Linked DNA regions of Mus musculus: region 2 is linked to region 1. Evidence: chromatin contacts called from public HiChIP or PLAC-seq data. All regions are on one chromosome and are shown on one strand. Each heading gives the region's core, a stretch centred on a gene start, on an enhancer-like site or on the middle of the called end of the contact. The rest is flanking DNA. Distances are from core to core; before and after follow the strand shown. Region 1 overlaps Rev3l (REV3 like, DNA directed polymerase zeta catalytic subunit). Region 2 holds the start of Mfsd4b4 (major facilitator superfamily domain containing 4B4).

The links. HiChIP or PLAC-seq counts read pairs in DNA pulled down with a chosen protein or histone mark.
Region 2: an H3K4me3 HiChIP or PLAC-seq map of the SCID.adh cell line shows a contact between it and region 1, with 30 read pairs. The contact joins the promoter of Mfsd4b4 here to the enhancer-like site in region 1. A contact is called at or near these places in 1 of 15 datasets of contacts at CTCF or cohesin (the NIH/3T3 cell line), 5 of 115 datasets of contacts at active chromatin or transcription factors (the SCID.adh cell line, bone marrow-derived macrophages, embryonic stem cells and 1 more) and 3 of 9 other capture datasets (adipose tissue, liver and pancreatic islet).

Annotation. Positions count from the first base shown.
Region 1 is chr10:39,847,675-39,854,476 of GRCm38.p6, forward strand. It overlaps Rev3l (REV3 like, DNA directed polymerase zeta catalytic subunit), which reads left to right. Exons shown (of 32, transcript NM_011264.3): 24 at 301-409; 25 at 4,193-4,399. Among named protein-coding and RNA genes, the nearest start is that of Mfsd4b4, 48 kb to the right of the region's middle. Within about 2 kb of position 2,682, at least 9 of the 459 cell types and tissues checked have an H3K27ac peak or open chromatin away from gene starts, as enhancers often do. A contact at or near this core is called in the SCID.adh cell line, where this site is marked.
Region 2 is chr10:39,896,047-39,902,848 of GRCm38.p6, forward strand. Mfsd4b4 (major facilitator superfamily domain containing 4B4) reads right to left here and starts at 3,160. Exons shown (of 5, transcript NM_001384225.1): 1 at 2,868-3,160.

The DNA.
Region 1 (6,802 bases), core at 1,432-3,931:
GTTGGGTCTCTGAGTTTGAGGCCAGCCTGGTCTACAGAGTGAGTTCTAGGACAGCCAGGACTACACAGAGAAACACTGTCTGGAAAAAGTAAAAAAGGAAAGAAAAGAAAGGAAAGAAAGAAGAAATGCTTCTTTCTATAAATCGTACATATATGAAGAATTTTTGTTAATAAACCAAATAATCATATTGCCAGTTACATAAATTCATGTTTTCATTTCTGAAAGAGAAGTTGTGATTAAATTTTATAAATGTCTAAAAGCTCTGAGAACGTCTCTGCTTAACATCTTCTTTCTTAACAGGTATGATGAGTTCAAATTTGGCTGTACCTCTCTAAGAGTACCTCCAGATTTACTTTATCAAATTAGGCATGACGTCACAGTGTCCCCCAATGGAGTAGCTTTCGTCAAGGTAATACTCGCTTGTAAATGAAAGGAGTCAACTGTGGCTTACCTTTAAGAAAGCAAGTCGTGGTTTGGGTATTGTTGGCACATAAGGCTATACTACTTGAAGACTTTTCTCTCATAAAATCAAAACCAAAATCTTCTGGGAAACAATTTTGAAGAAAAATAACCATCTTGCTTTGGTTAGACTTGGATTTAACTAATGAGCTATTGAGGGGAGTGCGTGTCTATGGCATCTACCTCTGTAGAATCTGGCAGACATGCTTAGAGTCTGATGGTCAAAGATGTTAACTGGTAAAGAGTTCAGTTGCTTTAGTGTATACAGCCTTCAGCTGTTCCACATTATTTTAAATAAAGTCGATGCTATCTTAGATAGAATGAAACTAACATTTAATAACTGCATTCTTTAAAAAGACATTCAAACTAACAAGAGCCCTTTATTTTCTATATACTTTCTCCTCAAGAAAAACTGAAGAAATCTTTCTAGTTGAATAAAGAAAATAGATTTCAGAAGTTGTATTACCTCTTATATGCCAACTTCATTTCTTTTCAATTTCCCTAGCAGTGAATTTATGTATACTACTGGTATGCATGGTATTTGATGGAACAGGCAGACCTCACCAACCCTCCAATTCATTCTGGTGTACTCATCAAAAATATCATTCTCTACCAATTAAGAGATGATATTGAACTTTAATTACAAGTCAGATGTGAAGAAATTTTTTAGCAGTAAGTTCGTGGTATATTTCTTTCTTAGAGATTTTTGGAATAGACTATCCCCAGCTTTTGGTGTAGGTAAAGTTGGAGAAATTGCAATTGATTTGTTTTGATGGGTTTTTTTTTCTCCCATGTTTAAAAAAATCCATTTTAAAATAGCATTTCTACATATTTGGTCATGGTTCTTTTTGTATTATATCTTAAAATATTATGCCTCCATGAGAAAGAAATCAGGAAAGCAATCCTATTCTTAATTGGGGAATGGAACCCTGGGAATAAACCTCACCAAAAAAGTGAAAGGCCTCAACAATAAAAATTGCAAAGCAGTAAGCAGGACATGGTGGTGCATGCCTTTAATCCCAGCACTAAGGAGGCAGAGTTACGCAGGTATCTATGAGTTCAAGCTAGCTTAGTCTATAGAGCTCGTACCAGGCCAGCTAGGGCTACACTGTGAGACCTTATCTAAGAAATAAAAATTATGAAACACTGGAGAAAGAGACTGAAGAACAACAAGATGGGAAAACACCACTGTATGAAAGAGTTAATATTGTTAAAATGAAATAATGTCAAAATTGAACTACATAATGCAGACCCTGTGAAAGTACCTATGACCTTCACAAAACTGGAAGAGAAAAAAAAAACCCTAAAAGTCTTATGGAAACACAAATGATATCAAATAGCAAAAGCCAATCCTAAGCAAAAAAGAGTGATGGTGGAGGGGAGGCCTCAGAATACCTAATGTCAAATACACTGACAAAGCCAAAGTAATAAAAGCTTGATAGTATAGGATTAGCATAAAAAGAACACAGACCAATAGAATAAAATTGGCAACCTAGAAATAAACCTGTTTGTCTATGCCATCTTATTCTTGACAAAACTGCCAAAAAATATATATAAGAAAAAAAGTCATGTCAACAAACAATGTTAGGAAACCTGATTATCCATATGTAGAAGACTAAAACAACAACCCTCTTACCATTCATTCAATATAGAAGGCATCGAAAGGGCTATGCAGCTCAGTGGTTAAAAGCACTGCCTGTTACTTGGTTTTAATTCCTAGCACCCATCTGGTTTACAACTGCTTGCTAGCCCAGTTCCAGGGGATCTGGGCTCTCTGAGCACCAGACATGTACATTGTGCTCAGACAGATATACAGGTAACAGTTTCCTGAGTAAGACTCAAAACTTGAATTAACCAATGGGATTCCAAGGCTTCTTACAGCAAAGTAAACAATCAGGATTAATCACAAGTAAAGATATAGCCTGGATCAGGATGTGTCTGAAATATGTAAAGGACTCAAGAAACCGAATACCAGATGAGCACACAATCCAGTCAGTAAATAATCTTCTTTGTGATCACAAAGAGATAGCAGTGGCCAAAGAAGAATAGGAAGGTCCCAGGTGTCTGTGGCCATCAGGAAGTGTAAGTTAGACTGCACTGAGACTTCCTCACCACAGTCATCGAGGCTGTTGCTCAGGAAATAAAAAAGGCCAACACGTGTGAGAGCAGAAAGGGGCCTTGTTCTCCACAGCTGGGTAGGAGGGTAAATGACATGGCTGCCATGGAAATGCTGTGAAGGCCTTTCAGACTAAAACACCACTAGCATGGAATCCAACATCACTGCTTGGGATAAACCAGAAAGTCCGAATACAAAAGAGCTTACTTGCTTATTGCTGCACTGCTCACAACAGCTAAGCAATAGGATCAGCCTGGACACCCATCTTACTTATCAGTCGACAAGTGGATTAAAAAGTGTGATATATATATATATACATACATACATACATACATACATACATACATACATGTATGTATGTATGTAGTATTTGGCCATAATGAATAGTAAGGCATATCATCTGCAGGGAAATGAATGGAACCTGAAACCCAAACACAGACACCGCTTTGTCTGTTACATGTGGAAGGTAGAGCTTGTAGTAGAGCACCTGAAGTAAGCAGGATCTGCTAGGAAAGGCAAAGGCAAGGAGATCATAGAGAGGACGGTGGGAAAGGGCTGGACAATGATGACAATATAGTAGTATATAAGTATAAAGGTTTTCACAGTTGATACGAACTAATAATTAGAGGTTTTTAAATGATAAAACAAAGGGAGAGTTGGGCTGGCTTCTAAAGGTACACCAAATGAATTAGAGACTGACCTACGTTTTCTGTCACATGTGTGGGTGTTTGCTTAAGCTCCCTTCAATAGCATCTTAAAAACCCCATTTACATTTTGACCTAGTATGTAAAGTTTAAAAATAATTTTTTTAATATTCAAAAGTGTGATTATCCTATAACTGAAGTTTTAATTGTTCAGGTTGACATGCGTTATTTTGCACGTGTCTGTGAATCATCAGTTAATACTGTTTTGTGGTTTTTCATTCCTACCAGAGTTCTCATAAATCCTCCCTAGTCTTGATTAATACAAATGATTTTTTTTTGGCAACAACAAATGTTATCACTTCATTATTCATCCCCTCTTCCAGATTGCTAATAAATGTAGGCCGGAGGGGATGGCTTAGTGCTCTAAGCATCAGATTTGAAATACCTAGAGTCCCTGGAACTGCAGGTTTGAATGTCAGCAGAGTCAACCCAGCTCATCACTCTTCCAAGGTAGATAAATGGAGTTCCCTGCAGAGCACTGTGTGGGGTCGCTAGGGTGAGCGCTTTACCAACTGAGGTGGTTTATGACTGATACAAGGCCCATGTGTCTCTCTAGAAGGATGGGGGTCTCGATCAGAGTTTGAACAGCATTTCCCTCTGAGTTTGTTGTATGGCTATCTATGTACTAGTTGACATCCTGCTTCCTGGAGTTCTCAGAGCTCGTATAGAAGTGCTGCATTCAATTTTTAAACAATACCAGAACCTTTTAAAAGAAAAACTCTTCAACAGAAATAAACTGTGATGATTGTGAATGGCAGCTACTAGTCCTGTGGTTATTCTGTTAGTAGCATGTTTCTGTTTATGACAGTTGGCCGTTGTATGCTTGTTTCCTTCTTAGTTACCGAAGTCTATATGCATGTGGGTGTGATTGAGGCATTTTATACACTCTTCTTCTTTTTCTCCTTTATGGTAGCCTTCTGTACGAAAGGGTGTTCTACCAAGAATGCTTGAAGAAATTTTGAAGACTAGATTGATGGTGAAGCAGTCAATGAAGTCTTACAAGCAGGACAGAGCCCTGTCACGGATGCTCAATGCCCGTCAACTAGGACTAAAGCTGATAGCAAATGTCACGTTTGGCTATACGGCTGCTAATTTTTCTGGGAGAATGCCGTGCATTGAGGTAACACATTTAATAAGAGAGTAGTTACTGAAGTATTTTGCTTTGTTACTAAACTTTAAAATGTCATTTCCATGACATACTAGTTTTTCTTAAATTGGATCTATAAACATGCATCTTTTCTTATTTCAATAATAATTTTTAAATTATATGCATATTTCCACATTTACTAACATAAGGTTTCAGTGCCAGTTTATAATAGTATTTACAGTAATTTTGATACTAAATAATTCCTTTTAATTTTGTTGTTGTTTTGTTTTGATTTTTCAAGACAGAATTTCTCTGGGTAGCCCTGGCTACCGTCGATCTGTAGACCAGGCTGGCCTAGAACTCAGAAACCTGCCTTCCTCTCCCTCCCGAGTGCTGGGATTAAAGGTGTGCAGCACCATGACTGACTCCTTTTAATTTGGTAGTTAGGTCCAAATATTACATTAAAGAAAAAACACCCCATGGACTGGAGAGATAGTTAGTTCACTCAGTAAAGTGCCTACTGTATAAACATGAGGGACCCACACGAAATGTCAGAAACAGCAACTTGTTACGTGTATCCAAGTGTTGAGTGGGTGGTGGCAGGAGGATCCCTGGCGCTCACTGGCTCTTACTGACTAGTCTGTTTAACTGCATAAACTCTGGGTTCCATGGAAGACCTTGTCTCAAAAAGGTGGGAAATAAGTGACTAAGACATCTAATGTCAACCCCTGACCACTGCACACACATGTCTTGTGCACAGCTCACAAGAGGCAAAGTGAATCTCACACCTGCTCAAGAGCTGACATTAGAGTTCATCAGGTCAGCTGCTTAATGAAGCAAGCCTGCTGACTTCAGTTCAGTCCCTAGGACCCACAAAAATGTGGAAGGAGAAAAGTGGGTTCCATGGAGTTATCTTCTGCCTTCCTGTGTATGCTACAGTCACACACGCACACACATTTGTGTGTGTGTGTGTACGTGTGTGCGCACGCGCGCAGTCACGTACCAACATAAGGCTAGAGAGATGGTTCACTGGGAGAAGGGGAGAGAAGCGGGATGGGAACATGGCTCAGTCAGGGCTTGGGGGCACTGTGCACACTAGAGAGCTTGAGCTTCCCAGTACCACTTAAGGTGGACATAGCTATGTCTGTAACTCCAGTGTTACAAGGAAGATGGGAAGGTGGGCAGAAGGTGGCTTCTGGGTTGAGCAGAGATTCAACGTTTTGTTAAAACTTTGTGATTTCAGTTAGATAACATGATTTAGTGCTTTGTTGGTTGGTTTTCTGGTTATGCTTTTTGTTTTGAAACAGGATCTCACTGTGAAACCCTAGCTGGAACCCGTAGAGATCTGCCTTCCTCTGCCTCCTAACTACTGGGATTAAAGATATGCACCAGCATGCATGCTGATTCTCAGTGTGTTTTAATGTACTAAGTTGTCGTTTTCTAATATACTCAAAGTTTCAATATGATATATTATCTTAACTTAAAATACAAATCAAATTTTTGCTTCCATTTTATGATCTGTTCCTTTCCTCATATACTATAGTTTCCTTTGCAGTGCAGCTTTAGACAGCTTTCTGAATACTGTTAGATCTGTATTTAGTTTGGGAATTTCAACTTTTGGAACAAAAAGGGAAGTATCATTATTACTGTTGTTTGGTTATTAACAAAAAGACAAGAATGCACAAGTTTACTGTAAAATTCAAGGGAAATGCTCCATTTGGTTTGGATGGCAGTCTTCTCTGTCTTTTGACCTCAGTTGATTTAGTAATTAAAATCTCTTTAATTTACCAAACTACATAATCTAATGAAGATGTGTTTCACGTTGCTTAAGGCCTAGAATTTTCTATCAGCTTGTGCCCTTATCCTTACTAAAACTCAGTAGTCACAGTGAAAGATCCCTATGGGCATATTTTTGTACTTACTTGTTTGTAATTAAACACTGCAAATATAATTTGTTATATAATTGTGTACTTTTTTCTTTTACTTAGTTTTAACAAAAATTATGTATTATCAATCTCAGAGATTTAATTTCAGCACTTAAATAAATTATCATAAACAGAATTTTTTTGAAATTTAGGTAGAAAATAAGGTAGACACACCTACCTTATACTTGGACCCAACACACAGTACTTTGTACCCTGGTTGATTTTATGAATATAAAGGAGAGGCTTTGAAAACCCACATGTGGCGATGCATGCCTTTAATCCCAGCACTCAAGAGTCAGTGGCAGGCGGATTTCTGTGAGTTCAAGACCAACCTGGTCTACAGTAGAAAGTTCCAGGACAGCCAGGGCTGTTACACAAAGAAATCTTGTCTCAAAAAAATAAATAAATAAATAAATAAATAAACAAACAAACAAACAAACAAACAGTTATTTGGGCTGTGCGTATACAAGGCTTATTCTTTCAAGAATCAAACGTACCTATGTACCTTGTA
Region 2 (6,802 bases), core at 1,910-4,409, 49 kb after region 1:
AGCAGTTACAATCTTAAGAAAAGCAAAACCAAACTCTAAAAGTGTGAATAATTCAATGTCCGACTGTCATGATCTTCTGGGCTTGGGTCACTTTTCCAGCACTGCCTTCTGTAGTACACAAACTGTCTTTTAGGCTCCAACCCCTCCACTCCACTTACACCCACTGATCTTGGTGGCCATCCCAAGGTACTGGCATCTCCAAAATGTGGGGGTCTTCTGCTGCAACGCTTTCACTAATAGCTTCTCCTGGGCTCTCTTCATAGACTCCAGCCCTACCACACAGTGCCAGGCCTCAGCTTTTCTCCACGACTCCTTAATGCCTCCAAAGACAGCACTACCTGGTGACTTATACTACAGTGGGCTGCCAAGAGGAGGCGCAACCTTGGCCACTCCTGGGACGAAGCTCCTGTGTGCTGACTCTGGGAAAACACTTCCCAGACAATCTGGAATGGACTCTTCAGGCCCAGCTGAGCAGCATCTATTACCCCAGCAAAGCAAAGGCACAGATTCTCAACTCCAATGGCCTGGGAGTCTTTGCTTCCCTCTGAAACTTCCCAAGCCAGGCCTCCATCGACTGTACTGCTCTCAGCATTGTTTTTCTTTTTAGATGTCGGCATGTATATGAGTACTTGGTCTGCACGCACTCTTGCATACCACAAGAGGGCATCAGATCCCATTATAGACAGCTATAGCTGTGGGCTCTGGGAATTGAACTTAGGACCTCTGGAAGAACAGCCAGTGCTCTAAACCCGAGTCACCTCTCCAGCCCCAGCTCTCAACATTTCCTATCTTCCCCATTCCTACAAGAACAGCATGGTCCTTCCACAATCCCAAACAACACGCTCAGGCCTGTCACAGCAATACCCCACTATCCTGGTACCAACTTGTCTTAGTTTGAGTTTTAATTGCTACGATGAAACACCATAACCAAATAGCAAGTTGGGGAGGAAAGGGCTTACACCTCCACACCATAGTCCATCGCTGAAGAAAGTCAGGACAGCAACTCAAACTAGACAGGAACCTGAAGACAGGAGCTGATGCAGAGGCCATGGAGGGGTGCTGCTTACTGGCTTGCTCAGCCTGCTTCCTTATAGAACCCAGGACCATCAGCCCAAGGGATGGCATTACCCACAATGAATGGGCTGGGCCCTTCCCATCAGTCACTAATTAAGAAAATGCCCTATAGCTAGATCTTGTGGAGGCATTTCTCAATTAAGGTTCTCTCTTTTCAGATGACTCTAGCCTGTGTTGGCTTGACATAAACTAGCCAGGACACACAGAAACAGCAGCATGCCTAGAACCCCACACCGAAGAAAAAGGAAAGAGATCCCCAGGGCTCACCGGCCAGCTAGTCTGGCTGAATGGGTGAGCTCCAGGTTCAGTGGGAGGCCCTGTCAATAAGGTGGAGGGCAATTGAGCAAGACACCTCTGGCCTCGACGCACACCATCTGCACAAGGATTTAGAATGTAACAAACTATTCTCAAAATATATACTTATATTTTCAAATATGCTACATGCATAAATACGAAATTTAATTGCTAAAAATTTTTAATTACCAAGCACCAAATTTTGATTTTTACACTAAGATGCCAATATTTCTGGCACACAAGAAGTTGTCCCTTTGAACTGTCTAATGCTGACGATAAATAATCTAATCTACAGTTTTCCTCACACTCCAAAGCTATCAGGAGATGTAAGGGCTGTAAGGCTTTCTTAGCAAAATATAACACGGACAGAATGATTTTAACAATAAGATGTTACACAAGATACTGCCAAGAACTAAAGACTTGCGTTTTAGATGAAGTTCCTAAAAACCTTTAAGGAAACGTTTCTGAGTTTTGAGAACTGTGGATTGTGGGCTGGGGACACAGCTGGGTGAAAGCCTAGCATGAAGTCCTGGGCCAGCCAGCGCCCTGTACGTAATAAACAAACAACAAAACCTGATTGTGCTGCACTGTTCTGCTCCAACCCACGTGTGGTTTCCCTGCCCCAAGCACCAGCAACCAAGAACAAAGACCAGGAGCACACAGGGCCACAGCATGTTCATTCAGATCTTCCTGCAATCACTTGCAATACCTGTTACACACGAGGGGCTCCAGTACCTGCAACGCTTTCTTTCTTCCCTACTTTCCCATCAAAATAATTTTAAGAAACTGAAGCTCCAATTGAGGGACCAGAAGGGACTCCGTCAAAGGTTTAGCTCTCATAGCACTCGAGTCAAAAGTTATCACTTTAGGTCAGTGGTTTATAGCTTTCATCCCAGCACTCAGGAGGCAGGGGCAGGAGGATCTCTGAAATTTGAGACCATCCTGATCTACACAATGAGTTACAGCCATCTGGTCCACAAAAGGACATTTCGGGTCAGCAGCAGGTGCTACACTGGGGAACACTGTCTTTATGGCGTTTTTAGTTCTTGCACTTGAGTGAAGAAAATCATTTAAGTATCTAAAGGCTTGATTTAAATAGGGCCGTGTACAGGGTAAGCAACATGTCCTTGATACTATCATTTAACCAGAAAAGCCACTTTCTTCTCTGGGCCCTTTTTTCCATCTGCGAAATAAAGCAGTTGGTTGGATTTGGTCAGGCCCCCTCAAAGCTGCTTTTCTGGGATCAATTTAGAGCTTCAGTGAGTGGGTGAAGGGGAGCAGGCTCCCCATCTTGTATCTCCCCGTTTTCCGGAGGAAACTTAGCTTGCTCGTGCTGGAAACGTATTAATTTTGCCCGTTTTTCCAGATGACAGAACTGAGACTCAGGAGGATTAACCGATATACACCAGGGGTCACGCACGATGCAGGGCACTGAGACCACGTTCCCTGCAGGACGCTTGCTCCAGCCGTGGCCTGGAGGGTTTGGGCCCAGCTCTCACCAGCCCCAGGAAGGCGGCACAAAGCACCACGGTGGTGAACCAGCGCAGCACGCTTTGGGCACGGCCTTTCCGCACGGAGGCCACCGCTTCTGACTCATTCTCTGCGCCCGGGCCGGCTGGGAGGAGCCGCTGCCCTCCCGCCCCTCCGAACTCCAGCTCCAACTCCAGTGTGGCGGCTCCACCTGCCGTGCTCCGTGCACCAGGCCTCCGGTGTGCAGGGAGGTGCCCGGCCCCGCCCGGCCCGGGAGCCAACAACGCCAGGACCTGCCCGCGCGAGCGTGACCTGGGAGCGGAGCCTCCCCGCCGCGCAGGCGCGGTGTCCCTCACGGTAGCAGAGCGCCTGCATGGATCACAGGCCGGAAATAAAGCCGCCGGCCAATCAGGAGACTTCCTCAAACCGGAAGTTGATGTGGTTGCCTTGGGGATCGGACAGCCTGGCCCAGGTGAGAAGTCTCAATTAGGTGAGTTTCCCCGGCCTGGGGAATGTAGGCCAAAGATGTACAAGCTGCAACCCATGCACAAGACGATCCAAAGTTGCAAAACGTTGGAAGAAACCCGGCCTGGAACTGCAAGATGGCAACTTCCGCAGCCTCCTGGGTCACCTGGAAACCCGAAGGTCTTGTCTCTACATGATTTACAAACTGTTGCCCTTGCTCCTTAGACGTACAAGAATGTTGAACGTCAGCTTCTCACTGAACAGATAGTTATGGATCCTTACGTGTAAACTCACACGTGAAGTATCTCAGTTAGTTTACACAACACTCAGAATCCCACCGCAGTCCCATCTATAAATAGGAATATTAGGTTAGAGTAGCAGCTTCTAAAGGCCAGACAACAACCCGCTGGCCTTTACTGAATGGTGAAACAATAGCTAAAGAAAGAATCTGGGACAAAACGAGTTGCATGCACTTGCCTGTAAGACCCCCGAAGCTGGGCCTCCGCTCAAGTCCTGGGATGAGCTGGCCAGCACCTCAGTGACTCGAGAGAAAACCACACCTGATGCAAACTGCAAGAGGTTTTATTATCAGCTAGCTGAGGACGATGTCCCGATGTCCCTCCTCCGTGCAGGGCAGGGGAGTTTGACCCTTAGTGGTAACAGTAGGGGGCTTTTAACAGCTAGCTGAGGAATTGGGGAGGAGTTGGGAGGAGTTGGGAGGAGAGTTCTTCTCTTCTGGGTATCCTTGGTGAAATTTATAAGGCAGGAGTGGGGAGTGAGTTCTTTCTGAATTTTTATCTCCGTGTCCTCAGCACAGGAAGGCAGGCATCTCTGGTTGTAAAGTATAGAAACAAAGGCTTTTTGCTGGCTATAGAGAACAAAGAGCTTCTTTCTGGCTGTATTTTTAGAGATCAGGGAAAACAAGCTTGGGGAACGTCCAGGGGCTTTACCTTCCTGGGAGAAACGCTCTAAATCGGGTCCCACATGCCCACACTTATTTTAACCTGCAGGCAATTCCATTGTTGAATGGACTTGGACATCAGTCTGTCTTTGCCAAATAGCTATGCTAGCTGAAAAAGGAAAACCGTGTTCTTATGTGACTACAGATTTGACCACAGGGACCATAGCCTCAAATGTTATCACATTCTATTTTTTATCTGAAGTTCTTTTCCACTTACACTTCTGTCTCTGATATCCCTTCTTACTTAGACTCCCAAGCTACTACAAAACTTGGTCTTGTTACCCATAAACCAACTTTCTATCTTCAATCATACGATCATTAACTTCTTCCCTGTTTGTCTCGGAAAGGTTTCTTAAATTGGCGTCCAACTCCTCTCCATTCCTACTCTGCTTGTCTTCATTTCTTGCTTAGACTATTTCAGATGTTTTCTGATTGGCCTCAAAGTGTGTGTTTTGAAATTTTTAGTGGGACCTTTAGAACACAAAAATTTTAAGGGCAGATGGCCTAGTCAGGGAGGAGAGGCTCTTTTTCCCGTGAAGGTTCTATGCCCCAGTATAGGGGAATGCCAGGGCCAGGAAGCAGGAGTGGGTGGGTTGGTGAGCAGGGGGAGGGGGGAGGGGATAGTGGGTTTTCGGAGGGGAAACTAGGAAAGGGGATAACATTTGAAATGTAAATAAAGAAGATATCTAATTTTTTTAAAAAAGAAAAAATACATTGTATCATAAACATTTTTAATAAAAATCTAAAAATAGATTGATAAAGAAAAAAATTTGGGCTGGAGAGATGGCTCAGCAGTTAAGAGCACTGACTGCTCTTCCAAAGGTCCTGAGTTCAAATCCCAGCAACCACATGGTGGCTCACAACCATCTGTAATGAGATCTGACACCCTCTTCTGCAGTGTCTGAAGACAGCTACAGTGTAGTTACATATAATAAATGAATAAATAAATCTTTAAAAAAAAAAAGAAAAAAATTTAAGGGCATTTTAAAGTGAGAATAACTCTGCCTGCTACAATACCAACCTACTAGGCAAGATGCCCCCTGCGTATAATGGTGGCATAAGTGTCGTGGAGGTAACTAACCACTTTCTGCTTGGTTTTGAGACCTACTCCACAGGACAGAACTCTAGACTAGTGCTGTAAGTCAGTTCAAAGCCCATGGCTGGGGCAATCATTAGACCCAGGGAGGAGCCTACTTCTGGTTTCCTGATTGCATGTAGTTTCAAACTGCCTTCTAAAGACTTGTGTTTACACCCCTACATAAGTGTTACTCTCAGCCTTTTGTTTTTGCAGTGGGTAGAAGTCAGTCAGAGGGCTGAGAATGAGACTGTTGATCACTCAGTCCTAAGTGAGACACAGTGATGCTCTTCCACCCAGCCCAAGGCTTGGGATCACCGAGGACGTGAGGTTCCAAATGGCCGATTCAGAAAAGGGTGGTGCCTCTGTGTCCCATGAAGTGGCTTATGTATTTGTGTTTGGGGTAGACAGGACATCCTGAGTATACCTTGTAAGTTGTTGTTGGAGAGGGTTTCCAGAACGATAGCTTACCCTAAGAGATCATTTTTTTCTGATGCCCAGTGTGTATGTACATGTTCCAGAAGAGGCAGTTGGGCACCTAGGGGTATTATAGGCTTCCTATGTGGACCCACCCAAAGATTACTGTGGGGATGCGATTTCCACCCTTCTCTTGCCAGTTGTCCTTTAGTGTGGCACCTCTGTTAGCCTGATGGAAGAGGCTAGACATGGACGAGACATCATGAACAAGACAGACAGCACATGCGGCTCCACCAACCATACAGTTGGTTTTTTTTTTTTTTTTTTTTTTTTTGCTCCTTCATAACTTTGTAATTTTGCTACTGTTATGAACCAAATGTAAATATCTGATTGTGAGGATATCTGATAGTTGGCCTCCTAGGGGTTGTGACCCACAGGTTGAAAAAAATCACCATTTTAGAGTGTCTTGGGATTTGTCGTTGATGTTTTTGTTTTTTGAGACAGGGTTTCTCTATGTAGCCCTGACTGTCCTGGAACTCACTCTGTAGACCAGGCTGGCCTCGAACTCGAGATTTGCCTGCCTCTGCCTCCCAAGTGCTGGAATTAAAGGTGTGCACCACCACCATCACAACCACCACTGTTGTCACCACCGCTGCCAGTCGAGGGTCTTGGGATTTTAATGGTGGCTAATTATTTGGGCAAATAGATAACGTCTAGTTATTCTGTGATTTGTTAACTATTTTGAAAGGGTTGGCCAGAGGAAGTCATAAATCCTCTTTGTTTCCACAGCATGCCATAATGCACCACTCCATATGTCTAGTAGCCGTGTGTGAATGTTAGCTGTTTTGGTTTTTGCCCAGTGCACAGACACTCTGGTGTCTTAGTCAGGGTTTCTATTCCTGCACAAACATGATGACCAAGAAGCAAGTTGGGGAGGAAAGGGTTTATTCGGCTTACACTTCCACCCTGCTGTTCATCACCAAAGGAAGTCAGGACTGGAACTCAAGCAGGTCAGAAAACTGGAGCTGATGCAGAGGCCATGGAGG